7 separate regions of the Mus musculus genome follow, and all the other regions are linked to region 4. The links are chromatin contacts, called in public ChIA-PET, HiChIP or PLAC-seq and promoter capture Hi-C maps. All regions are on one chromosome and are shown on one strand. Each heading gives the region's core, a stretch centred on a gene start, on an enhancer-like site or on the middle of the called end of the contact. The rest is flanking DNA. Distances are from core to core; before and after follow the strand shown. Region 1 has its middle 4.0 kb from the start of Gm52179. Region 2 holds the start of St13 (suppression of tumorigenicity 13). Region 3 has its middle 41 kb from the start of Gm52179. Region 4 holds the start of Adsl (adenylosuccinate lyase). Region 5 holds the start of Grap2 (GRB2-related adaptor protein 2). Region 6 overlaps Grap2 (GRB2-related adaptor protein 2). Region 7 holds the start of Fam83f (family with sequence similarity 83, member F).

What was found. Promoter capture Hi-C pulls out the DNA fragments that hold promoters and counts their contacts. ChIA-PET counts read pairs in DNA pulled down with a chosen protein or histone mark. HiChIP or PLAC-seq counts read pairs in DNA pulled down with a chosen protein or histone mark.
Region 1: a contact with region 4 is called in a FOXA1 HiChIP or PLAC-seq map of pancreatic cancer cells. The contact joins the enhancer-like site here to the promoter of Adsl in region 4. A contact is called at or near these places in 3 of 39 promoter capture datasets (the 3T3-L1 cell line and stem cell-derived epiblast-like cells), 1 of 115 datasets of contacts at active chromatin or transcription factors (pancreatic cancer cells) and 1 of 9 other capture datasets (embryonic stem cells).
Region 2: a FOXA1 HiChIP or PLAC-seq map of pancreatic cancer cells shows a contact between it and region 4. The contact joins the promoter of St13 here to the promoter of Adsl in region 4. A contact is called at or near these places in 7 of 39 promoter capture datasets (the 3T3-L1 cell line, 3T3-L1-derived adipocytes, cranial neural crest and 4 more), 3 of 115 datasets of contacts at active chromatin or transcription factors (astrocytes, memory CD8 T cells and pancreatic cancer cells) and 1 of 9 other capture datasets (adipose tissue).
Region 3: a contact with region 4 is called in an HNF4G HiChIP or PLAC-seq map of pancreatic cancer cells. The contact joins the enhancer-like site here to the promoter of Adsl in region 4. A contact is called at or near these places in 3 of 39 promoter capture datasets (the 3T3-L1 cell line, liver and pre-B cells), 1 of 484 Hi-C or Micro-C datasets (the N1E-115 cell line), 2 of 115 datasets of contacts at active chromatin or transcription factors (memory CD8 T cells and pancreatic cancer cells) and 1 of 9 other capture datasets (embryonic stem cells).
Region 5: a contact with region 4 is called in an H3K4me3 HiChIP or PLAC-seq map of the 230-238 cell line, with 12 read pairs. The contact joins the promoter of Grap2 here to the promoter of Adsl in region 4. A contact is called at or near these places in 3 of 39 promoter capture datasets (embryonic stem cells, pre-B cells and stem cell-derived epiblast-like cells), 1 of 484 Hi-C or Micro-C datasets (Th1 cells), 2 of 115 datasets of contacts at active chromatin or transcription factors (the 230-238 cell line and acute myeloid leukemia) and 1 of 9 other capture datasets (adipose tissue).
Region 6: a contact with region 4 is called in an RNA polymerase II ChIA-PET map of effector CD8 T cells, with 5 read pairs. The contact joins the enhancer-like site here to the promoter of Adsl in region 4. A contact is called at or near these places in 1 of 39 promoter capture datasets (neutrophils), 2 of 484 Hi-C or Micro-C datasets (the C2C12 cell line and the G1E-ER4 cell line) and 1 of 115 datasets of contacts at active chromatin or transcription factors (effector CD8 T cells).
Region 7: a contact with region 4 is called in a promoter capture Hi-C map of the SN4741 cell line, with 3 times the contacts expected there. The contact joins the promoter of Fam83f here to the promoter of Adsl in region 4. A contact is called at or near these places in 3 of 39 promoter capture datasets (the SN4741 cell line, embryonic stem cells and hematopoietic stem and progenitor cells) and 2 of 115 datasets of contacts at active chromatin or transcription factors (bone marrow-derived macrophages and pancreatic cancer cells).

Annotation. Positions count from the first base shown.
Region 1 is chr15:81,262,993-81,266,232 of GRCm38.p6, reverse strand. No RefSeq gene overlaps it. Among named protein-coding and RNA genes, the nearest start is that of Gm52179, 4.0 kb to the right of the region's middle. Within about 2 kb of position 1,637, at least 59 of the 459 cell types and tissues checked have an H3K27ac peak or open chromatin away from gene starts, as enhancers often do. A contact at or near this core is called in pancreatic cancer cells, where this site is marked.
Region 2 is chr15:81,398,358-81,401,395 of GRCm38.p6, reverse strand. It overlaps St13 (suppression of tumorigenicity 13), which reads left to right and starts at 1,702. Exons shown (of 12, transcript NM_133726.2): 1 at 1,702-1,911. The coding sequence starts at 1,802. It overlaps Xpnpep3 (X-prolyl aminopeptidase 3, mitochondrial), which reads right to left and starts at 1,258. Exons shown (of 10, transcript NM_001347075.1): 1 at 1,109-1,258. The coding sequence starts at 1,172.
Region 3 is chr15:81,299,807-81,302,777 of GRCm38.p6, reverse strand. No RefSeq gene overlaps it. Among named protein-coding and RNA genes, the nearest start is that of Gm52179, 41 kb to the right of the region's middle. Within about 2 kb of position 1,472, at least 181 of the 459 cell types and tissues checked have an H3K27ac peak or open chromatin away from gene starts, as enhancers often do. A contact at or near this core is called in the N1E-115 cell line, liver, memory CD8 T cells and 2 more, where this site is marked.
Region 4 is chr15:80,947,230-80,950,388 of GRCm38.p6, reverse strand. Adsl (adenylosuccinate lyase) reads right to left here and starts at 1,899. Exons shown (of 13, transcript NM_009634.6): 1 at 1,689-1,899. The coding sequence starts at 1,841.
Region 5 is chr15:80,570,971-80,574,169 of GRCm38.p6, reverse strand. Grap2 (GRB2-related adaptor protein 2) reads right to left here and starts at 1,573. Exons shown (of 8, transcript NM_001289442.1): 1 at 1,429-1,573.
Region 6 is chr15:80,610,209-80,613,138 of GRCm38.p6, reverse strand. The region is part of intron 1 of Grap2 (GRB2-related adaptor protein 2); the gene reads right to left. Among named protein-coding and RNA genes, the nearest start is that of Mir6957, 34 kb to the left of the region's middle. Within about 2 kb of position 1,443, at least 29 of the 459 cell types and tissues checked have an H3K27ac peak or open chromatin away from gene starts, as enhancers often do. A contact at or near this core is called in effector CD8 T cells, where this site is marked.
Region 7 is chr15:80,670,219-80,673,441 of GRCm38.p6, reverse strand. Fam83f (family with sequence similarity 83, member F) reads right to left here and starts at 1,595. Exons shown (of 5, transcript NM_145986.2): 1 at 1,055-1,595. The coding sequence starts at 1,525.

The DNA of each region.
Region 1 (3,240 bases), core at 388-2,887, 320 kb before region 4:
TGCCTCCTGCCTCCTGCCTCCTGCCTCCTGCCTCCTGCCTCCTGCCTCCTGCCTCCTGATCCTGCCTCCTGCCTCCTGCCTCCTGCCTCCTGCCTCCTGCCTCCTGCCTCCTGCCTCCTGCCTCCTGCCTCCTGCCTCCTGCCTCCTGCCTCCTGCCTCCTGCCTCCTGCCTCCTGCCTCCTGCCTCTGCCTCGAGTGCTGGGATTAAAGGCATATACCACCACTGCCTGTACAGTGAACAGGCTGTTTCCCAGAAAATCATTTGCATCCAGTTGGTGTTTCTTGTGACCCCTCTCCTGAGAAGGACCAAGGACATGCACAACATTTGGAAGTACATATGACTTTTATTTCATTTTCACAGACACTTCCCTTATAGAGACATTCTTCTGCCTCCAACTTCTTTCATTTCCTAGTACATCTTGGAAACTGTTTCACATGAGCAACCTAAATTGTTCATCTTTCCCCTTAATAACTGCCTAACACTCCATCGGACATTTGTCCAATAATGTATTTGAGGGACATCTATACTATTCCTAATTTCTAGTATTATACATAATATTATTAGGACCTTGAATGACATTTTAGCAACTTGACTCAACCTAAGAAGTCTAATGAGCAATGGTTGTTTTATCTATTGGTCATCTTTGGATGGACCCATGAAAGAATTCCTCCCAAATTTCAATACAAAGGCAAGATGGTGCTTCCCCCGTGACACTACAGTTTTTTTTTCGTTTATGTATTCTACATTTCCTGTGTTCGAATGTTCGTGTTTTGCTTTGGATTGCTGGGGTTTCCAAAGCCAAGTTTATGGATCACATTAACAACTGTGCAGGGCAGCTTACTGCATGGTTATGAGCTTCGTTATTTCCCTCCTCTGAATTCCTCTTCCCGTTTCTAATGATACCTATTTCATTCCTTGATATTATATATATATATATATATATATATATATATTTGTAAGCCACCTCAAACATTTGTATAACGGAGCAGGTAGAAATATATATGTGCATGAAAATGTCCCCTACCCCCATCCCAGTGCATGAGTAAACCATGAATACGTAGCAATGTCCATGGAGATGAATTGGACCTTTCTTCTGCCCAGGTGAAGTGGAACACCCAGTGCCCGCTTCCCTCCATCTTTTGTAGGATCCTTTGGTACCCGGTGCAGCCTGCCCAGGGGGTGGGGGTGGGGTGCTAGTTTCTGATAACTTCCGCTCCACCCTAATGCTTCCTGCCACATACAAGGTTAAGGGAAACACTGATCTGGAATCCCACAGACTGAAAAACCTATTACAAGAGCTGGGATAAAGGGGAAGAAAAGTGCAGGTGCCGAAGGCACGCTGAGGTGGCACATGGCGAGACAGAGCAGAGCAGAAGGAGCAAAGAATTCCTGGGGTGCCCTGTCACTAACCCCAATCCCACATTCAGCTGCACACCCCCGCCAGTCATTCCAAGCCACCCACCAGCGTTCTTTCGCCTCAGTAGGAGAAAGCAATTTGCATCCAACCAGCAGGATTAAGATAGATGGAGAGAGCTAGCTTTCTCATCTCACAAACCAGTTTCATCTCACGGAGGCCGCTGCGCACAAGGCAGTGGGGGTGGTTTCGTTGTAATGTGGCCTCTGCCGGCTGAGTTCCATATTTGTGGTTCATCTGCCTTAGAGGTGCCAAGTGAGTAAGCAGCTGGACATGCTGCAGTCTGGGGACTGAAGACACTTAAGCTTGACCCGGCTGGCTGCCAGGTCCTGCACAGGGCGGCTGTTTAAAGCCGGGGAGGCAGGCATGGCTCTGTTTTGCAATTATCTGGGGTGGACATGGGGCATCTGGGCATTTAGTTTGAAGAGTGCTATGGGAAATGGGATGCAGGACTCAGCATCCTGAGCCCTGCTTTGTCCCTGGGTTTCTCCCAGCATGGAGAACTCTAGGAAAGGGCAGAGCAGGATGTAGGATTCTTTCTACATTCATAGTTTGAGCTGAGAGCTCTCCAAGTCTCTACCTTTACCTACAGGGCGAGCATTCGCATTCGTAGGCTCACAGAACCATTAAAAAAGATTAAATAGTGATGTGTGTACTTTCAAAGCTCTTCCCATGTCCCAGGCATGATGCAAATGCTTGGCATACAGTAATAATGTATGTGTTGAGACATGTGAACATATGAGGAATCTTCACACCACCTTTACTAGTTATTGTCTGTGTTTTTCAGAGGAGGAAACTGAGGCCCAGAAACTGAAAGTAAGATGCACCTGTGCACAAAATTGGAATCAAATCCAAGTATCTCAGTGCCAAGAGTCAGGACCCTGGACGAATCTGCCTCAAGCCATGTCTGACACAGGAAGGCATACATCAAAGGTAAATCATTGTCACGGGCCTATGGATCACAGACTCTGGCTTTACTTGAGAGATGAGTTTTATACAGCCTGGTTCTACAGCAGCCCTGCCCTCCCTCAGTTTCCCTTCTTTTTTAAATCTTTGTTTATTTATTATATGTAAGTCTGCTGTAGCTGTTTTCAGAGACACCAGAAGAGGGCATCCCATCTCATTACAGATGGTTGTGAGTCACCATGTGGTTGTTGGGATTTGAACTCAGGACCTTCAGAAGAGCAGTCAGTGCTCTTAACCACTGAGCCATCTCTCCAGCCCCTCAATTTCCCTTCTTTTTGGGGGGGGGCGTGTTTCGAGACAGGGTTTCTCTGTGTAGTCCTGGTTGTCCTGGAACTCACTTTGTAGGCCAGGCTGGCCTCGAACTCAGAAATCCACCTGTCTCTGCCTCCCGAGTGCTGGGATTAAAGGCGTGCGCCATCACCGCCCGGCTTCAATTTCCCTTCTTGACACTCCCAGTGTGACTCTGCCCATGCACTGAGTACCATGGCCTGGGAAACAGTGCTCTGTTCTCAGCTATGTCTTTTCTACCTACCCAGCCCCTCCTTCTCAGTACTTACATTGCTCTTCATGGAAGGTAGGTGCTTGGTGTTTACCTAAGAGTTATTCTTCTGTGTTGAAGAGATGGATCAGCAGTTAAGAGCACAGACTGCTTTTCCAGAGGACCCAAGTTTTATCTCCAGCACCCACATGGTGGCTCACAACCATCTATAACTCCAGTTCCAGGGAACCTAATATTGTCTTCTGCCCTCCACTCGCACCAGACACACAAGTAGTACACAGATATATGTACAGGCAAAACACCTCTACACATAAAACGACAATCACAACCAAAACCATTAAAGTCTTATTCTTCAGAGCT
Region 2 (3,038 bases), core at 453-2,952, 450 kb before region 4:
TTCCTCAGAAACAAACTATAATATATTTACTAGATTTTTTTAATGTGTTTTAGTCCTAAAGCTGGATCAAGTCAGGATTTACACGAAGCTACAAGAAAGTCAACGATCCGAAACAAAAAGCTGGTTCTAGTCTAGTCACAGTCTGTGGCCTGCCACATTTTCATTCATTTCCGTTAAAGGCACATCTTAACTACCAGGATTACAGAATAGGCTCCGTGCAATGGTGCAGTTTTAAATAGCGAATCCAAGTATCACATGCAAATATCAAGATCAATTTTAATGTCAAATACCCTATTTTCTGGTTCAGATTTTGCACACCTCGTCTGAAGTATAATCCAACATTAGGTCTCCTTACAAAGTAGGTGACTCACTCTCCAGTATAAAATTTTATGTTAGGTTAATTGCTCACCATATTGTACACGGAGGGTTCACATTCTCCGTGCTCTATCACCTTGACTGTTTATGTAAGACTTAGGCACGTCCCTCGCTTAGTTCTTTACAAACTGAATTGCACAAAGCATTTGTTTCTAGACGTGTTTCTTCTCTCTCTTTCTCTCTCTCTCTCTCTCTCTCTCTCTCTTTTCGAGACAGGGTTTCTCTGTATAGTCCTGGCTGTCCTGGAACTCACTCTGTATTTGGATCAGGCTGGCCTCGAACTCAGAAATCCGCCTGCCTCTGCCTCCCAAGTGCTGGGATTAAAGGCGTGCGCCACCACAGCCCGGCTCTATCTTTTGAGCTAGCTCTCCGATGAAACCTATGAAAAGGCGAAAGATTTACCCTGACCTAACACACACACACACGCTACTTGACATTAAACAATTTAGTCAAGTGTGATGATAAAAGCTACCAATTTAGAATTCGAGTAACTTTGAAGACAATCCCTTGGAGTTCCCTCCTCTTCAGTCACTCCAGCTTTCCCAGAATAACAGAACCTAAAGCCCACTCTTTCCCAGAGCAATCGATCAAAAGAAAAATCCGTGGGTGGTGAGGGGGGATCAGGTGCCGATTGGTGAAGAACCACGGATCATCAACTTGTAGCTCTTTGGGCTGCTTTAGGCTTTCTCCAAAGGAAGAACCTGAAGGGGACGCCGGCAGGAAAGACTCTAACCTGAGAGGCCGCGGAGCCTTGCTAGAACGGGAGCCAGCTTGGGGGTTGAGAGCAGAGACGGCATGGCCTGTAACCACTGGTCAGGAAAAGTACAAACTCTGGGGAAAGCCACTAGCACAGCCGCGTCGCCAGGAAACCAGTCAACTGCTCGGCCCCTTCCGGCAGGCGCGGCTCGCGGGCTTTCTTCCCGGGGCGGCGCAGAGCAGTGACGTCACTCGGCTAGGTTTTGGGCGCGCCGGCCCCACGGGCATTTATTTATTTTCCCCCCTCCTCCATGCGGCGTCTCGTTCTGCTTAATGCCCATCTTCACAGAAGAAATATCTTATTCCAAATGTCTCCCTATGTCCCGCTTGAAAGCGCACAGACACAAGGTCCTTCATCCATCCCGGGGAATTAGGTCAGAGGAAAGAATCCGAGTGAGACTGTTCGCCGATCGAAGCAGGCATTGTCACGGGCAGCTACACTTCTAGAAGGTTCTAGGCGGAGCACAGGTCCAGAGGTAGGAGTGGGAATGAGCGAGCGAAGGCCCGGGGTCACGAGGCCGTTGGGGGGGAGGAGCCAGCGGCCGGGGAGGTTCTAGTCTGTTCTGCCTCGCGGCAGCCGCCCCCTTCCACTTGGTCACGTTGAGCCGCTCCCGGGCCTGGCATCGTGCCTCCGCAGCCGCCCACCGCCTTCAGCTTCCAGCCTCCCACCATGGATCCCCGCAAAGTGAGCGAGCTTCGGGCCTTCGTGAAGATGTGTAGGCAGGACCCGAGCGTCCTGCACACCGAGGAAATGCGCTTCCTGAGGGAGTGGGTGGAGAGGTGAGAGCCCTGGGCCCCGTGGACCGTTGGGGACGGAAAGTTGGGGGTTGGGGAGTGGGCCCCGAGCTGGCGTAGGGAGGAGGGGAGCGGTTCTAGGCCCCTTCGTGGCTCTTAGTGGCTTCGAGAGGTTCTCGGAGGGATCTGGAGCGTTGGGCAACTTAGGGGTGGAAAAGCAGAGGTTAGAGTTGGTTCCCCCCCACCCCCCGCAGTTAAGTCTTTATGGGGGTGTGTTTGGGTTGTGAATATTTGAGCAGTGGAAATAATGCGCGAACGAAGACAAAGCTTTTACTAAGGGATTGTTTTTCTTGAACCTGGCGTCTTGTTTAAGTCGCATTGACCCATGTGTCGTTTAAAATATTAATAGTGGTAACTTATTTATTCTATAACTTCAGTTATCTGTACTTGGCCTTACAACGATTTTAATTGCATGGAATTTTGTTGGGAATTATTTATACCCACGTTAGTTGTAGCGCTGTCACTTCAGCTACTTTAGGAATTTTTTTTTTTCCTTCAAAGACCAGTGTGCTTGCAGGACTAACTGGAGAGTATTTCGCCTGCGTACTATGATTGTTGTGCCAGCTGCTGGGAAACAGTATTACTGGGGAATTGGTTTCTCCTTTTTGTTGTTTTAGTCTCGTTGATAAAAGATTTTAAAGACAGAATTAGAAGAAAGCTTAGGCACCATTAGAATTTGAGGGTGAAAAACGCAACAGTACAAACAAACTAAATCTCTACAGCTGCCAAGGGGAGGGAGGATGTTAAGTCATGCTTTCTGAATTAGGGTCAGCAATGGAAGCTCACCAGCACTTGTAGAAATGGGGGAGGGTCGGTCTTCAGAGAAAGTGCATGTTTAGGGTCTTTGGTTAATATAAAAAAAAAAGAGATGGGGAAAAGTAAAGTTTTATATATTTTTCAATTAGAACTTAGAAAAAACAAGCAGGCTGAGCCATGAAGGTCTGAAAGCAACTGTGTGGAGTGAAGGACTCAGGGACTGTATAAGCACTTTACTTCTTTAAAGATAATTATTCCAAGCTTTTTGCATATCTTCTGGTAAATCAGCCTTTCTGAGAGGTTGTTTTCTGGCCAGGTGATTGCAAGTCCAGATAGATTAAGGGAAGGAGCTAATA
Region 3 (2,971 bases), core at 223-2,722, 350 kb before region 4:
TCCCCATCCCCTCCCCAGGGCTGAATTAAGGCTAACGAAAGCCCTTCTTTTCCAAGTTGCCTTGGTCATGGTGTTTTGTCATGGCAACAGAAAGTCAAGAATAACCTTGAACTTTGGCTCCGCCTCCCTCACCCTCTGAAGTACTGGAGTTACTGTTGGGTCGACCATGACCACGCCTACGCCTTGTTTACATGGTGCTGGGGAACAGAGGGCTTCGGGTGTGCCAGGCAAACGTTCTAACTGAGCTGTCTCAACCCCTCTTTCTCACCTACTCATCTCTGATCCATGTGTTTGGTAATGAGCCTGTGTAGAAAGATGTGTGGTCACGAAGGTTATACATACTAAGGAGTTTTACAATTATGATTTCCGACTTTATAGAAGAGCTTCCTTTTAAGAGGGAAAACTGCCCGAGTGCTGGGACTTTTATGGTGGTTATGGTTGTTTTCTGAGCTTTTGTTTTGTTTAATTTTACTGTTGTAACTAAGGAAAATACTTCAAGCCACCAGAGGGCATTGTAGTTAACGTTGGGTGCTGGCTTCATTATAGCTCGTGGCCTCCAGAGGTGCCCGGTGAAATCTGCTTCCATGAAAAGAAGGACTTTCACATTTAATGAACAGCCTAAAGAGGATCGGTAGATTAAACTTGGAACAGGAGAGCTCGCATCCTTTGTATCTAGCAGAAGCAAAGGACAGAGTAGGTGGTGCCTCCTTCAAATGCTATTCTCTTCTTTATTCCTTTCCCCAAGCGTGTGCCTAAACTTTTTGAGTTGCCATCTATGATTGACAATCTTTCCTGAGCAGAAGGTAGGCTCAGGACCTCCCAATGGCAACAGAAATTGAAACTGACACGTGAAAGCCTGTCTCTCACCCATAGTGTCCACCTCTTTGTGGCCTTTATGGCTGCTAATAAAAATGTCTAACTTGAATGATGTACTGCTGGCACCCTCCATGTAGAAGCTGAAGCAGGCAGAAAAGCAACTGCGTCAAGCAAAGCCTTGTGGAGAATAGGTGGCGTTTCAACAGTTGAACACTACACTACTTCACGCCCCAGGTGGGAAATCCTTTGCTACTTTCCGTTCCTGTAGGCCACGTGGTTCTGCTCCATCTTCCTTCCACCTCTCTTCCTCTATCCTCCTCTCTCTCCTCTCTCTTCTCTCTCTCCTCATCTTCCCTTCCTCCTTTCTCTCTCTCCCTCTCTAAAACCTCCAGCCCCACCTTTCCCATCCACTGCCCAATCACAGGCTCTCGCCTTGATTTGCTTTATAAAATGGGCAGAAGGTTTGCCTGAAATCACCAGAGGGCGTGATCCACTCCTTGAGCCAGTCCCTCTTGAGGAAGCAGAATTAGCATCAAAGTACAAACAGCACCAGGGCAACGCACAACAGGAAACAGGTGATGAAACCACACAGTTTGGTCTTGTTCTTGACTACGGGCAAAAGCGTGCACTGTCGAGTGTGACGCTAGCTGTGGGTTTCCCAGAGCCTCCGTGTTGTTCCTTTGCAGGACTGTGCGCTTGCCTGCTCTGAGTCACCATGGGTGACCTGTCACCATGCTCAGGAACACACATTGATTGGAAGACTAGCCACAGATCTCCCAGCCCCCTGCCTTGCTCTAAGATGTCCTAACTTGCCACTTTGTTTTGTTTTTAACCATTTTATTAAATCATTCTCAAAATGTGGATGATCCCTGGCCACAGTAAATATAATAAGGTGTATATAATTCAGTTGTTGCTTTTTTTTTTTTTTTTTCCTTTCAAGTCAAGTTTCTCTATGTATCCCTAGCTGTTTTGGAACTCACTCTGTAAACCAGGCTGGCCTTGAACTCAGAGATCTGCTTGCTTTTACCTCCCAAGTGCTGGGATTAGAGGTGTGCACCACCACAGCCTGGCAAGTTGTTGCTTTAGCACATAGTCCTCACATGACTCTGCTGGCTGCCACAGGCAGCCACCCACAGTTGTCTCAGTCACCCACAATTGGCTGCTTTGTCCCTTAAGAGACTCACTCCAGACTGGGAAGGGATCAGGCTTGCCCAGGGCAGTATGGTCTGGACTTGCATTTCTGCATCTGCCTTTTTTGCAAACACGGGTTATGATTTTCCTAGGTGTTAATTATTAACATATTTCTTGCCGTCCGTGTGTCTGCATCTGAGAGCATCTTTGGCTTCCAGTGATTTGCTGAGAATCAGGCTGCCAGAGAAAACTTTAGATATTTCTACAAAGCAAAACAGGAAAGAATTCTCCTGGGCTAAAGTGCAAGGACTCTGCAAGACCTATCTGGGTGCGTATGTACCGCTAAGATCTCAGGCTCAGCTCTGTTCAGGATGAATGAGTTTGGTGGGAGGCAGCTCTATAATCTATGTAAAATTGTTGTTTTTTTTTTTTTTTCTTTTTGGGTGGCTTGTTTAGTCCCTTGTACCTCACCTATACCCAGATAATCATCTGATAATTGAATAACCAGCAGTTGTCACATTAATCTGTAGAATGGAGCACTAGGCAGCCACGAAAGAGAGCAAACCACAAGTCTGTGTGGCAGCAAGGACGAGCCACACCATGTGGAGCCACACTATGTGGAGCCACACACTACTATGTGGAGGAAAACAGGCACAACCTTGACTTGCTGTGTGGTTCCAACAAATCTCAAAAGCAGCATTAGAAATCAAAGCAGCACTCACATGTTGGGGAAGACAAGACGAAAGGAGGAGATGAAGGTAGACGTAGCAAGCCGATGCTAAGTCAAGGGAAACTGGCTGATGTCAATGGTGGTGCATGCTGGTACTCCTAGGGCTTGGGGAGCAGAGGCAGGAGGATCACTGTAAACAAGATCAGCCTGGTCGATGTACTCAGTTCCAGGCTACATAACAAAATCCTCTTTCAACAAAACTAAAATAAAAAGGGAAAAGGTCACGAGGCCTTTCAAATAGATTTCTAGTAGAAAACATGAAACAGTAGGAAATCTGAGGCAAGATGAGCCTGA
Region 4 (3,159 bases), core at 650-3,149:
GAAGGAGAAGCAGAAAGATCCTGACTTCAAATCGAACACTGTCTTCAAAAGGAAACTTAGCAGCCAGAGAGCTGGCTCAGCTGCTGTAAGCAGTTGCAAGGGAAGCCTGGAAAACGGAGCTCCACTCTCGGAACTCCTGCAGAGGCGGAAGGAGAGAACCTCTTCCACAGAGCTGTCAGCCAGCTGTGAGCCCCCACCACGCACACACCCATACAAATACACACTTCCCATACCGGAATCTTAAGTATTACTCCTAATCTGTCGTTCCTTTTTTTTTAATATCATGTGTGCCAGAGAAGGCATCAGATCCCCTGGAACTGAAGTTGCAGATGGCTGTGTGCGGCGGCCCCATGGCTGCTGGGAAAGGAAGAGGTCTCTGGAAGAGCAGCCAATGCTCTGACCCACTGAAGTGTCTCTTCAGCTCCTCATCACTTCCCCAACTTCACCAGTCATGCGTGGGGTTTGTGTGTGTGTGTGTGTGTGTATGTGTGTGTGTGTGTGTGTGTTTGAGCCAAGGTCTCAGTGTGCTGTTCTGGCTGGCCTGGAACACGCTATATAGATGAGGTAGGAGGTAGGCCTCAAACTCACAGAAACTCACCTGCCCCTGCTTCCCAAATGCTGGGGGTGGGGTGGGGGTGTTAACACATGTGCTGGGGAGATGGTTCAGCAAATAAGAGTCCTCATTGCTCCTGCAGAGACCTGACTCTGGTTCCCAGCACTCACGTGGCTGCTCAAAAGCACCTGTAACCCCAGTTCCACAGCATCATCTGACCTCCAGTGGCGCCTGCACTCACACAAGCCCATATCCACATGCAGCCACAGAACTACACAGAAAAATAATCCTTTCATGCTAAGTATCACATCTGCCTCTCGCTACTAAGTTGGTGCTCTAACAGATGATCCATATTCACAGCTGTGTATGCGTCAAGCAATTTGTAGACCAGATAAACCTTACACTTCAGTTTCAGCTTGAGGGCACTTACAAGCTAAGGAGACACTGGCAACGGTAGTAGAGACAGAGAAAGGCAGAGAGAGAGAGAGAGAGAGAGAGAGAGAGAGGAAGAAGAAGAGGAGGAGGAGGAAGAAAAAGAAGGAGGAGGGAGGAGGAAGGGAGGGAGGGAGGAGGGACGAGAGGACAAGAAGGCAAGAACACAAGAAACAATTTTGAAGGCACCAAATAAGCTTTCCCAAAGGCAGAAAGCAACCAACAGGCCGACCTAGCTGTGATGCCCATGAACTACAACAACCAGCCCGGCATAACAATCCTAAGGGTGCATTTCGTGGTGGTTATGCCCTCCTCGTGCTCATGCGAAAAATGACCATCAAGTTTGCAACGTACTTTTTAAAAGAATAATCTACTTGTTTTCTGTGTGTGTGTGTGTGTGTGTGTGCATGTGTGAGCGCACAGAAGTCGAAGGACAACTAATAGAAGTCAGGTTTCGCCTTTCTCACCATGCTGAACCCGGCTCAAACTCATGTCGGATAGCTTGGCGGGAAGCGCCTTTCCCCCTGAGCCTGCAAAGGTATAAGTAGCATTCCACTTGAAATGCGCTGTGGGAGGACGCAAACACACATAGCCTTGCCCAAACCGAAGTCCTCCAAAGGATGTGCAGGGCTCTGGGACTGTTGCCGAGGCAACAGGTGCTCGGGCCGTGACCTCCCTCGGGACAAGAGGCCCGGCCAGTTACCTGTTCGGCCTCCGCCAGCCACAGCCACAGCTGCCGCCACGTCTGGAACTTGTACCTGTCGCTGAACAAGAAACACATCTCGCGGCTGGCGTAGCGGGCCGCCAGCGGAGAACGGTAACTTTCAGCACTGCCAGGGTCGCCGGATGCAGCCATTTTCAACACGCGACCAGGACGCGGCGGACACCAGCAGCAGGGCCAAAAGCGGAAGGGTGGCGTGCGTGGGGCGGGACTTCCTCCCAAGGCCCCGCCCCGTGTGTAACGCCGGCCTGGAAGGCGAAGATGGTTCAAGTTTGGCTCGTCGCCCCTGAGGGTCAACGCTTTTCTCTTGGTTTCTACGAATCTCTGCCCCACGCTGTGCCTCCTCAGTTTTTCCATCTGAGGAAGGCACATTAAGACCCGCGTTTAACCCAGAAAGGAAAGTTGCAGAGGCATTCGGAGGGACGCCAGGAAGGCGCCCTAGTGGACACTTGGAGTACTGCAGTCCCGCTGGAGACAGGCTCAGCTGGAGACCGAAACTCTTAAACCGCGGTGCTGGTTCCGATCTCCGGAAAGCAGCCTGTCAGAATTATTCCACGCGTGGTGGCTCGAGAACAAAAAATTCAAAGTTTTTGTATCAGAATAAAGCTGAAAATAGCATACATTAAAAAAAAATAGCCGGGCGTGGTGGCGCACGCCTTTAATCCCAGCACTCGGGAGGCAGAGGCAGGCAGATTTCTGAGTTCGAGGCCAGCCTGGTCTACAAAGTGAGTTCCAGGACAGCCAGGGCTATACAGAGAAACCCTGTCTCAAAAAAAACAAAAATAAAAAAATAAATAATAATAATAATTTGAGGTCAGCCAGGTCTCCAGAGCGAGTTCCAGAACAGCCAGAGAAAACCTGTCTACAAACAAACAAACAAACAAACAAACACAAAACAGAAAACAAAAAGCCTCGTCCAGCAACATAAAGAGACCCACACGAGGCATGGTACATTAGATCTGAACACTGCTCCCTCTTCCCCACACAACCGCTCCTTAGTGTCTCCTCTTCCTGAGCTTAAGACTTAGCTGTTGCCAGAATAGTTTGTACATCAGATAAACCTACCAGACACCTGCGCCCAAGGTCCTCGATTGGATTGGAGGCTGTGGGCCGATGTATGCTGAAAAGAACGTGTTCCTGGAACTTTGTACTCTGGACTGATTCGGGGGTATAGTTGCTTGGATATGCTGTAGCAGCTCACTGTTCTCTTCCACAGAGATCCTTGCAGAGCCAATCCTTCCCAGGCTCCAGGCTCCAGGCTCCAGGCTCCAGGCTCCAGGCTCCAGGCTCCAGGCTCCAGGCTCCAGGCTCCAGGCTCCAGGCTCCAGGCTCCAGGCTCCAGGCTCCGTAGTGCTCTCTCCCGACTCTGCTTCACTTGGCCTCTGGTTACTTTTCCTCATTAAACCGTAGCTTCAGCTGTTAGCTTTCTACTTGGTCCTGTTTCCTTTTCTGA
Region 5 (3,199 bases), core at 324-2,823, 380 kb after region 4:
AAGCTATTGTTAGAAGCAAAGGCATTTCTTTATATTGAATTGATCGATCACCTCCTTCCCCTCAGCTTCAGTAAAGCCATTTTTAAAAGATGAAAGCTATTACAATTTAGGGAGAATAAGATTACAGTTTACTATGTGGGAGACTCTCTGGGGTTGAGTTTAATAGGGTAGTTTTCTTCAGTGATGTGGGGCTGCCTCCTTTTACAGAAAACCAGAACACAAACACAAAAAAATTCTTAAAAAGGGAATAAGTTAGAAGTTTTTTAAAAACTTGGCATCGAAATATACTACTTGCAGGAGGATCTCTGTGAGTTCGAGGCCAGCCTATGCTACACAGACAGGGCAGACAGGGCTACACAGAGAAACCCTGCCTTGGTGGGGGGGTGGGGGGGGGGAGAGGGAGACACTACTTAATAGTGGCTGCTTCTTTCAAGAGGGCCTCTCTAAAATTATACTATGAATATCAAGCTTTGTAGGCCATGTTGATTCACTAAAAGAGACCAGGTTAAACTAAACGTTCTTTCTGAAATCAAAAATGAAGAAGAAAAAAAAAGGGACCCTATAACAAATTAGCAGTTTATAATAAATGGACCCATATGCAAGGCTCTTCCACTGAAGTTTCTCACCCTCCAACAATGTGTGCTCATCACTGCCTTATCCCTGCGGTGGTTTGGAGACCAAGTAGCCCCCCTTAGTCTATCTCTGGATGAGTACTTCTAATGATATACAAAGTGTTCCATATGCCTTATTAACAAGGCTGCACTTGAGGTTAAGTGGATGCAGTCATGGTTAAGTCAGTGAAAACCTGGTCTTTGCATTCCTTTCTCAGGTTCTGAAACAGATGGGGACAAGAGCAGAAACCAGAGATGGTCTTTAAAGATGCCACACAACTATTAATAAAGAGACAAAGATAGACAACACCCTCTCCTCATGTCTTCCCACGGGAAGTTTTCTCTTATTAAAGGAACTCAGACCAGTGTTCTTCGTAAAGAGAGCAAATGCCGCCAGAACTAGCAGTTTGGAGTTGGTGAAAAAATTGAGCAAGTCCTCAGAGTCTGGGCTCAATTCCCTACCACCTGCCACTCCCCGACTTCACTATTGAAGGGGGATTTTTTTTTCCCCCTCTGGGACCTCAACATCCAAGGTCTTTCCCAGAGATCGCTCTGAAGCCAGTTAGTAGAACTGCCGTTTTTTCCCCCATGGGCCCAGTAAAGACCAAGTTTTCTCTAGTTCGTTTGACAGAAGTTGAATCCAATCCCTACTAACGTAAGCCAACTAGATAAGAAGCCTAGGCTGATGGCTGAAGTATTGCCAGCAAAGTTCAGAAAACCAGTAGGACTAGCTTTCATTAGATTTGGCTTACAGAGAACAGAATCTTAAAAGCGCTCAAGGTTTCCAGAGGGCGTGCACCCACGACGCATGACTTACCTTTGGGACGCGAAGAGGTTGAGTTGAGCGTGTATCTCGGCTTTGACAACGAGTTATTAGAATTGCCTTTTGCCAGTGGGAAGATGCATTCAAATGTCAAGTTTACCGCGCCGCCTCAGCCTACAGGTCTGCCTTGTGCTGGTTTCTGAGCACCACACTGAAGCAGGTCGCAAGCCCCAGATCCATCAATACAGCTTCCTCCTCCCTGCCCCTTGCCCTCCTCCAAGCTCCCCCCCAGCCAGTCTGCAGGCAAACCACACAGGAACTAGCAGACACCCTGCTGCGCAGAGCTGGGCGTGAGCCTCAGATTATGTGGTTTTGTTTTCTAGCTGCTAGAGTTGAACCAAAACGCAGGAGGTTCACCGAAACATGCCTGCTCCTATTCGTTTCAGTTTTAACAAAACCCGCCTGCCCCCAACGCTCACATACACATACGAAAACTTCTGAAAACACGCCTGCCCCCAACGCTCACATTCACACAAGAAAACTTCTGAGTTTGGATATGATCCGGTAACAAGCTGCTGCTGGCCTCAAGGAAAAAGCCTGTTTTCACATCATTCCATCCGGAGAAATGCAAAGGCCACTGGGAAAAAGTTAAAGTCTTCCCTGGTCAATCATGATGTTAAAATCTCAGAGAAACCGCTTGCTAAGTGTAGCCAACCCATTTACATAACTCTTAGCTTGTGATACAAATCTTGACCCAAGAGAGAAGGAAGAAAACAGTGGGAGGCTCTCTAAGCCAGGAGTTCTGTTAGTGACACAGACACACGACACAGACACACACTATGGGGGTTAACTAGCCGATAAGCCAGGGGTTCTAAGTCCAGGCTTGCTATGGTCAAGAGTGCAGATCTTTCCTTGGACCCGTGGGACTTCACGTTCTCTTGAGCAAGCTGGACCCAAGGCTCTCTGACAATTTAAGAATCATCATCTCCCTCAACTTCCCCAGTTCTCACCTCCATATTTCTAACTCTCCCTGCCCCCACACCACCTGCAGCCCGTTGAAGTCTCTCTTCCTTTCTCTTTGTTCTTGTATCTCTTGCACAAAAAGGAGACGCATTTCAACTGGCTAAGCAAGGCCTTTAGAGTTTGGAGGCTGGATCCAAGGAGAAGAGGGACATTTCGGGATACCTCCGGCATGAATCTCTGCATAGTTTTTTCCCCATTTGATTCAATTTGAAGTTCTAAGAGTATAACTTAGACTTCATTCCTGACTTCTGAGGCGGTATCTCATTGCTTCTTTAAATGATAAACTTTACTAAAAAGTTATTTTATTTTAGTTTTTGGTTTGCAAGATAGAGTTTCCCGGAACTTGCTCTGTAGACCAGGCTGGCCTCAAACTCAGAGATGTACCTGCACTACCTCTGAGTGCTGAGATTAAAGGAGTGTACTACCACCACTGGGCTTGAAGATTTATATTTTAAAAACCCTTTTCTCATTATAATCTCTCACTTTTTTTTTGAGACATGTTTTCTTCTGTGCTGTAGCCCAGGCTATGCCTAGAACTCTTTGACTTCCAGCTGCAGCCTCAAGATTTGGGTCCAGCCAGCCCCAATGCTGGGCTATAGATGTGTACTACCATGCCTGCCTGATTATGCATTTTAATTGAAACAGGGAAGAAGGAGCCTGGTATAGAACTGGCACATTACTTTGGTCATAGTAGGTGCTCAGTAAATATTCATCAAATGGGCTAGAAGAAGTAATTTGCATCCTTAGTAATGGGAATGCAATGCCCATGGAGACCAGAAGAGTGCTAGGTCTCCTGAAACCG
Region 6 (2,930 bases), core at 194-2,693, 340 kb after region 4:
CCCCGTTTATCATTGGAACGCTGGCCATTTTTCAGCTCACTGGTTTCCAAGCCTGCAGAAGCGAACATTAACTCAGACAGTCACTTACCTGCCTTCAGTCCATAAGTCTATTCCTGAAACCCTAGAGGTGCTGACAGCTTCATAGAGCAAGTCACCCCGTAAAAGCACTAAAAGTTGCCAATCAAAGGGATGGTATTAACTGGGCTTGGTGGTGGTACATGCTTATAATCCTCAACACTTTGGAGGCTGAGGCAGGAGAATCACAAATTTGATATTGCCTTGGAATTCATAGTGAGTCTCTGTCTCAAAAAAAAAATCAGAAAACAAGACAAGCAAAAACCCAGTTAAAGGGATATTATTTTGAATTTTGCTGGTCAAGTAAATAATTAGAATTTTCTCATTTTAGGAAAATGTAGGCCTTCCTTGAATGAGTTTGGTTATCTATCCATCTATCTATCTATCTATCTATCTATCTATCTATCTATCTATCTATCATCTATCTATCTATCATCTATCTATCTATCTATTATCTACCTATCTACCATCTATCTATCTATCTATCTATCTATCTATCTATCTATCTATCTATCTCCATACAGGGTCTCATACTGGATACAAAGTCAATGCTGGCCTCAAACTCCCGATTTTCTGCCTTTATTTCCCCAGTGTCACGATTACAGGTAAGCACCACAGCCAGCTGGTCTCTCTTTCGTTTGTCTTGGCACTTTTGATCAAGAAAGGCCCCCAACTTTGGGCTCACCAAGTTGGCAGCAGTTCACAAAGCAATTTGGGTTTCTCCTCAGCGGGCATGTAGGTGCAAGGGAAGCAGCTTGGTTGTAAAATGCAAGCAAACTGCTTGGCATGTCTGTTACATTGAACAAAAATGTCTCTCCTCATCCCAGACATTGCTCAAAGAAGAAAAAGGGGAGGAGGAGGGGGGGAGGAGGAGGAGGAGGAGGAGGAGGAGGAGGAGGAGGAGGAGAAGAAGAAGAAGAAGAAGAAGAAGAAGAAGAAGAAGAAGAAGAAGAAGAAGAAGGAAGAAGAAGAAGAAGAAGAAGAAGAAGAAGAAGGAAGAAGAAGAAGAAGAAGAAGAAGAAGAAGAACAACAACAACAACAACAACAACAACAACAACAACAACAACCCAGACCACCATAAATCCCAGATTTTCTTTCCTAAATATGACTGTTCCAGAGTCTTTCATCACCTGTCCTTGATCTCCTGGTCAAGGTCCAAAGGCCTCACCTCAGTCCTCCTCTAGCTCTAGAATATGTCACTGAACTTGAGCTTAGTATTCAGGATGTGGCCTGAGCAGGGTTGGGCGAAATAGGATGATCCAATTACTTTCTCTGCTGCTCGCATTTGGTAATTGTGTTATACATTGCTGCTGGCTGTTCAGGAGCTAAAATACTCTAAGGGTGCAGGTGTGTTAGACAGGAAGATGGTGACGCTAGGCCCCTTCTAATGTGGGAGTTCTGAACCACAGCACAGGGCTTCACGTGGCCCTGAATATTTTATTCTGTTTGCCTCTGTTCCTTTGGCCAGCTGCCAGTCTGGTTGGCCTGCAGGCGTTTTGATTTTTCTTCCTTCTCTTCTTCCTTTTCTTCCCTTACACCTCATTTTATGAGATAGCCTTTCCCTGGGCCAGAGCACACCTGTTAGGTACGCTGTATGATCAGCGAGCCCAAGGTTCTGCCTATCTCTAATTCCTCTGTATTGTGATCACAGGCACACACAACCACACTTGACTTTTAAATGCAGGTCCTGAGGCTTGAACTCATGTCCTTGTGCCATCTTCCAAAGCCCGACTCTTTCTTCTTAAGTGAACCAAGGGACATTGAGTCTTTATTCTATGATAAATAGACATGATCTATAATGAATGGATATGGCCTTTGGAGCTGGCCACAGTGGGATTCATGTCCTGGCTCTTTCCTTAACCAGTTGTGTGACCTCAGTCAACTAGCTATCTATGAGCCCCACCCCTTTACCTAAAGCCTCCTACTGTTGATCCATTAGTCAAGATTATTTCACTATCAAGTATAAACACAATAGAATAAGCTTTCTCTCTTTTCCTCTCTCCCTCTCTTTCTTCTCTTTTTAACAGGATCTCAGGTAGCCCAGGATGGCCTCAAACTCATGAGTAGCCAAGGAAAACCTTGAACTTCTGACCCTTCTGTCTCTATCACTTGAGTGTTAGCATTAGAGGCATATGCTACCACACTTGGTTTAATTTTTTTAAATAACCTACTGACTGCAATATCCCTTCTCTCTACCCCTCCCAGTCCCCCAACCTCCCCTTCCTTCCAGATCCCTTCTCCCTGTTTCCCTTCAGAAAAGAGAAGGCCTCCCAGGAATATCAATAGAGCACGGCATAACATGTTATATAAGACTACACACAAACCCTCAAATTAAGGCTGGACAAGGCAACCCAGTGAGAAAAAGAGTCCCAGGAGCAGGCAAAAGAGTCAGAGCTAACCCCCACTCCCATTGCTAGGAGTCCCACAGGAACACCAAACTACACAACCACAGCATATATACAGGAGACCTAGCTCAGACTCTGTGGTTGTTGCTTCAGTCTCTGTGAGCCCCTATGAGCTCTGCTTAGATGATTCTGTGGGCTGTGTTCTTGTGGACCACACCCAATTGTATGTGGTGCTGAGGCTGAACCCCAGGGGATATGCTAGATAAGCCCTCTAACTAACTCCTCGTCCTTCACTGCCTCCTAAATGAAGCATTTACGACCTTGTTATTATTTTTTTCCTCTAGAATCTGTAACAAATACAAAATCCAATACCAAAGTCCAAGCAGACCATGCCTATGACCCTTTCTGTATACGCCATTGGCACTCACGTCCATAGTGCCAGCTCTTTTACGCCACACTTTGGGAGAGTGGCCGGTACTCATGGGCTTTCTTGTCTGTTTTCTCTCCTC
Region 7 (3,223 bases), core at 346-2,845, 280 kb after region 4:
CCTGCATTCAACTTTAAGAACCCACATACATGGTAGCAGGAGAGAACAGACTCCCCAAAGATGTCCTTTGACATCCATATGTGCCAGGACACCCCAAACACAATACATGCATGGGATAAAAGTATGTCTATCACCTCTCAGTCTTTAGAAGGTAAAATAATATCTGTCCCATTAAATCTGAATTTAGGTAAATGAAAAGTCACTTTTAGCATCAATGCAGCCGCCGTGCAGCTTATTTGGAATAAAAAGATACAAAAAGACCTATTTGAAGTTTGAATTTAATGCAATAGCCCACATTTTATCTGGAAACTACCCAAGTACCCAAGGGCACAGAGGAAAAGATTAGTCTTTCACCTACCCCACAGCCAGCTGTCCAACTGGTATTCTAACCAGGCTCCTTGGAAACATCTCTCAACACCCAAGCAGAGCAGATGGGCAAAGTAGGAGCCTCTTCCTGAGCTTGGTCCAGTGCTTTGTGGGAGCACCCAACACTGGGCCAAGCCACTGCTAGAGCTTAAAATAGCGTTCCTCATTCATTTGAGCCTGCTTGGGCTCTAGTGCCAAGCCCAGGAGAGGATGATAATGGGAAAGTCGGGTTGTTTGGGGGAGAAAGGCTCCTAAGAAAAGCTCATCTGGCCCAGAGGGGAAGGGAGGCTATTACCAACTTCATGCGATTGTGAAGATCAAATAGGGAAACGGCCGAGGATACGCCTTGTAAATAAATCCCTGGTGATAGTTCATGATCAAGCCCTTTGAGTGGCTAGTTTAGCACAGGGCCTCACAACTGTCACACTGCCCAAGGAAGATGGATGGTGACAGAGGTATACCAACACAAGGCTAGCGCACCTAGACACTGTAGTAAGAAAAACCAGTGCTTTGCCACGAACTTACACATCCATCTTTCAAAAGGTCTCATCACAGCTGCACAAGGTGAGCGCCAGCGGGGGTCCATTTCCCAGAGGATGGTGAGAGTGGCCCGCAAGTGAGACCAGGCAGGGGAGTGTGTGTGTGTGTGGGGGGTCCCTCTGGTGCAGGACTGGGGCCCGAGGCCTACCTTCTGGGCCTGCTGGATCATCTGCCTGACCACCTGCTTCAGGTGCGGTGCCTTCTCTTCTTTGGGCGGGTGGGTGAAGAGCGTGACTCGGCTCACACCGCGGTAGAAGTTGGTGTCTGTCCACCCCAGGTCCAGTGGGGGCACTTCGGTGTCCGAGCGGTCTGGCCAGTAGGCCAGGGACTCAGTGGGCTGGGCCGGGACCTTGGCCTTGGCCTTAGCCTTGGCACGGGTGCTGGAGACTGCCTCCTCGTAGGGGCTCCAGGCGGCGCAGAGGGCCTGGCGCTCCTGGCTGGAGAGGAAGTCCCGCAGCCGCTCCTTCTTGACCAGTTCGCGGTAGGCCTGCTCGCCTCCACCCAGCAGCGCCTCCAGCGCGGCCCGCCGCCTCTCGCAGTAGTAGAAAGCTGCATGTGCCTCGGTCACCCTCTCGTTCACGTGCGCCTCGTCCAGGCAGCTCAGTTGGGACTCGGCCATGGCGCCCCAGCCCTGTCCCGGGGCCCCAGGCTCGGACCCTGCTGTCCCCACCGCCGCACCTGGAGCGCTCGAGGGGCGGGGCGCCTCACCTGGCCGCGAGGTCCGCCTCGGCCCGCCCAGCGATCGCCAGTCGGCCAATCGGCGCGGGCCCCGGTGCGGGCGCGGCCGTCGGGCGGAGAGGGACCGCCGCCTCTGCAGGGCTTGCGGGGACCTCACGGGCGGCTCAGCCGACGCCCTGCGTCTCTGGCCTACTTAGCCCGGCTGGGGTGCAGAGTGTCGGCGTGGAAGTGAAAGCCCGGCTGTGGTCAGAGGCACGTGCGGCCTTTGAGTCACGCCCGCCTCCCAGCTGCGACCCATCAGTGCAGGGAAGGTCGGCGACCTGACCCCTTTACGCCTCCAGCACCCTCGGGACTCAGCCCCGCGGGTACAGCCTCATCTTCCCGCAGGCAGGGCCCAGAGCACGTGTTCTAGTCCGGACGCCTGCGGAATTTAGTAGCATCCTGACCCACTCCGGCCTTCAGGGTCCAAGTGTGTGTGCTGTTGGGCTAGATCGTCGGACTGTGTAGGGGGCAGTCTGTGTGGGAAAGCAAAGATGCTAATGAAATCCCTAGTTCTCCCGCCCACGCGTCCCAGTTCTGAGATCAGAGGCCTCCAGGGGCTGTCAATTCAACACCAACACCGTCACTACAAAATTTTTTTCTCCTAAAAGAATCACCCAAATAGCAAAGATGTAAGCAGGAGGCAGTGGATTTGCCCCTCATTTTAATTTGAAGTGGTGTGTGCGTGTGTTTGGGCCTGATAGGCTGCCAGAGGCCTGATTACTATATTAGCGATTCAAAATACATGTTTGAGCCCAAGGAAGGAAGCTGAGCACAGACACGCGCGTGCACACCACCACCATCACCACCAGAGGATCTGCTGTTTCCCATTGGATTAAATACAATCTTCTTAGTCATTAACATATTATTTTGTTCGTGTGCTGCTGTACAATTTTGATTCTCCACATTCAAAATATTTTCAGATCATAGCAACCAAAGGTTCACATTTCTCTCATTTTGTAGCACAGCGACTTGGAGCTGGAAGGAGCTTTAGAAATGAGTCCAACCCCCTCATTTCACAAACGAGGAAATTGAGGCCTAGAAATAAATGCTTTTCTATATCTCCCGAGAAAGGAGCGGCTAAGCAAAGGAACTGCTATGCTCTCTGCGGTGAGGGAGGTCCTTTCCCAACATGTGGCCTCCTTTGCTTGTTCTTATAAAGAAACAGAGGTTATTGGGGTTATTAGGGGTGTGTATGAAGGAGTCAATAGGCATCTCTCTCTCTCTCTCTCTCCCTCTCTCTCTCTCCTTCCTTCTATCTCTCTCTCACTCCTTCCTTCTCTCTCTCTCTCTCACTCCTTCTCTCTCACTCCTTCCTTCTCTCTCTCTCTCTCTCTCTCTCTCTCACTCCTTCCTTCTCTCTCTCTCTCTCTCTCTCTCCCCCTCCCTCCCTCCCTCCTCTGTGCTTGGGATAAAACTCAGGGCTTTGGAAAATTAGGAAAGGGCTCTTTCATTGATCTATACCCCACAGCCCCGTTGATGGTCTGGAGAAATGAGTGTTTAGATTGTCTGCAGGGATTGGAGACATGGTTAAGAGCACTGGATGCTTCCCAAAGGACGTGGGCCTATATGGTGGCACACAACCATCAATAGCTCAAGT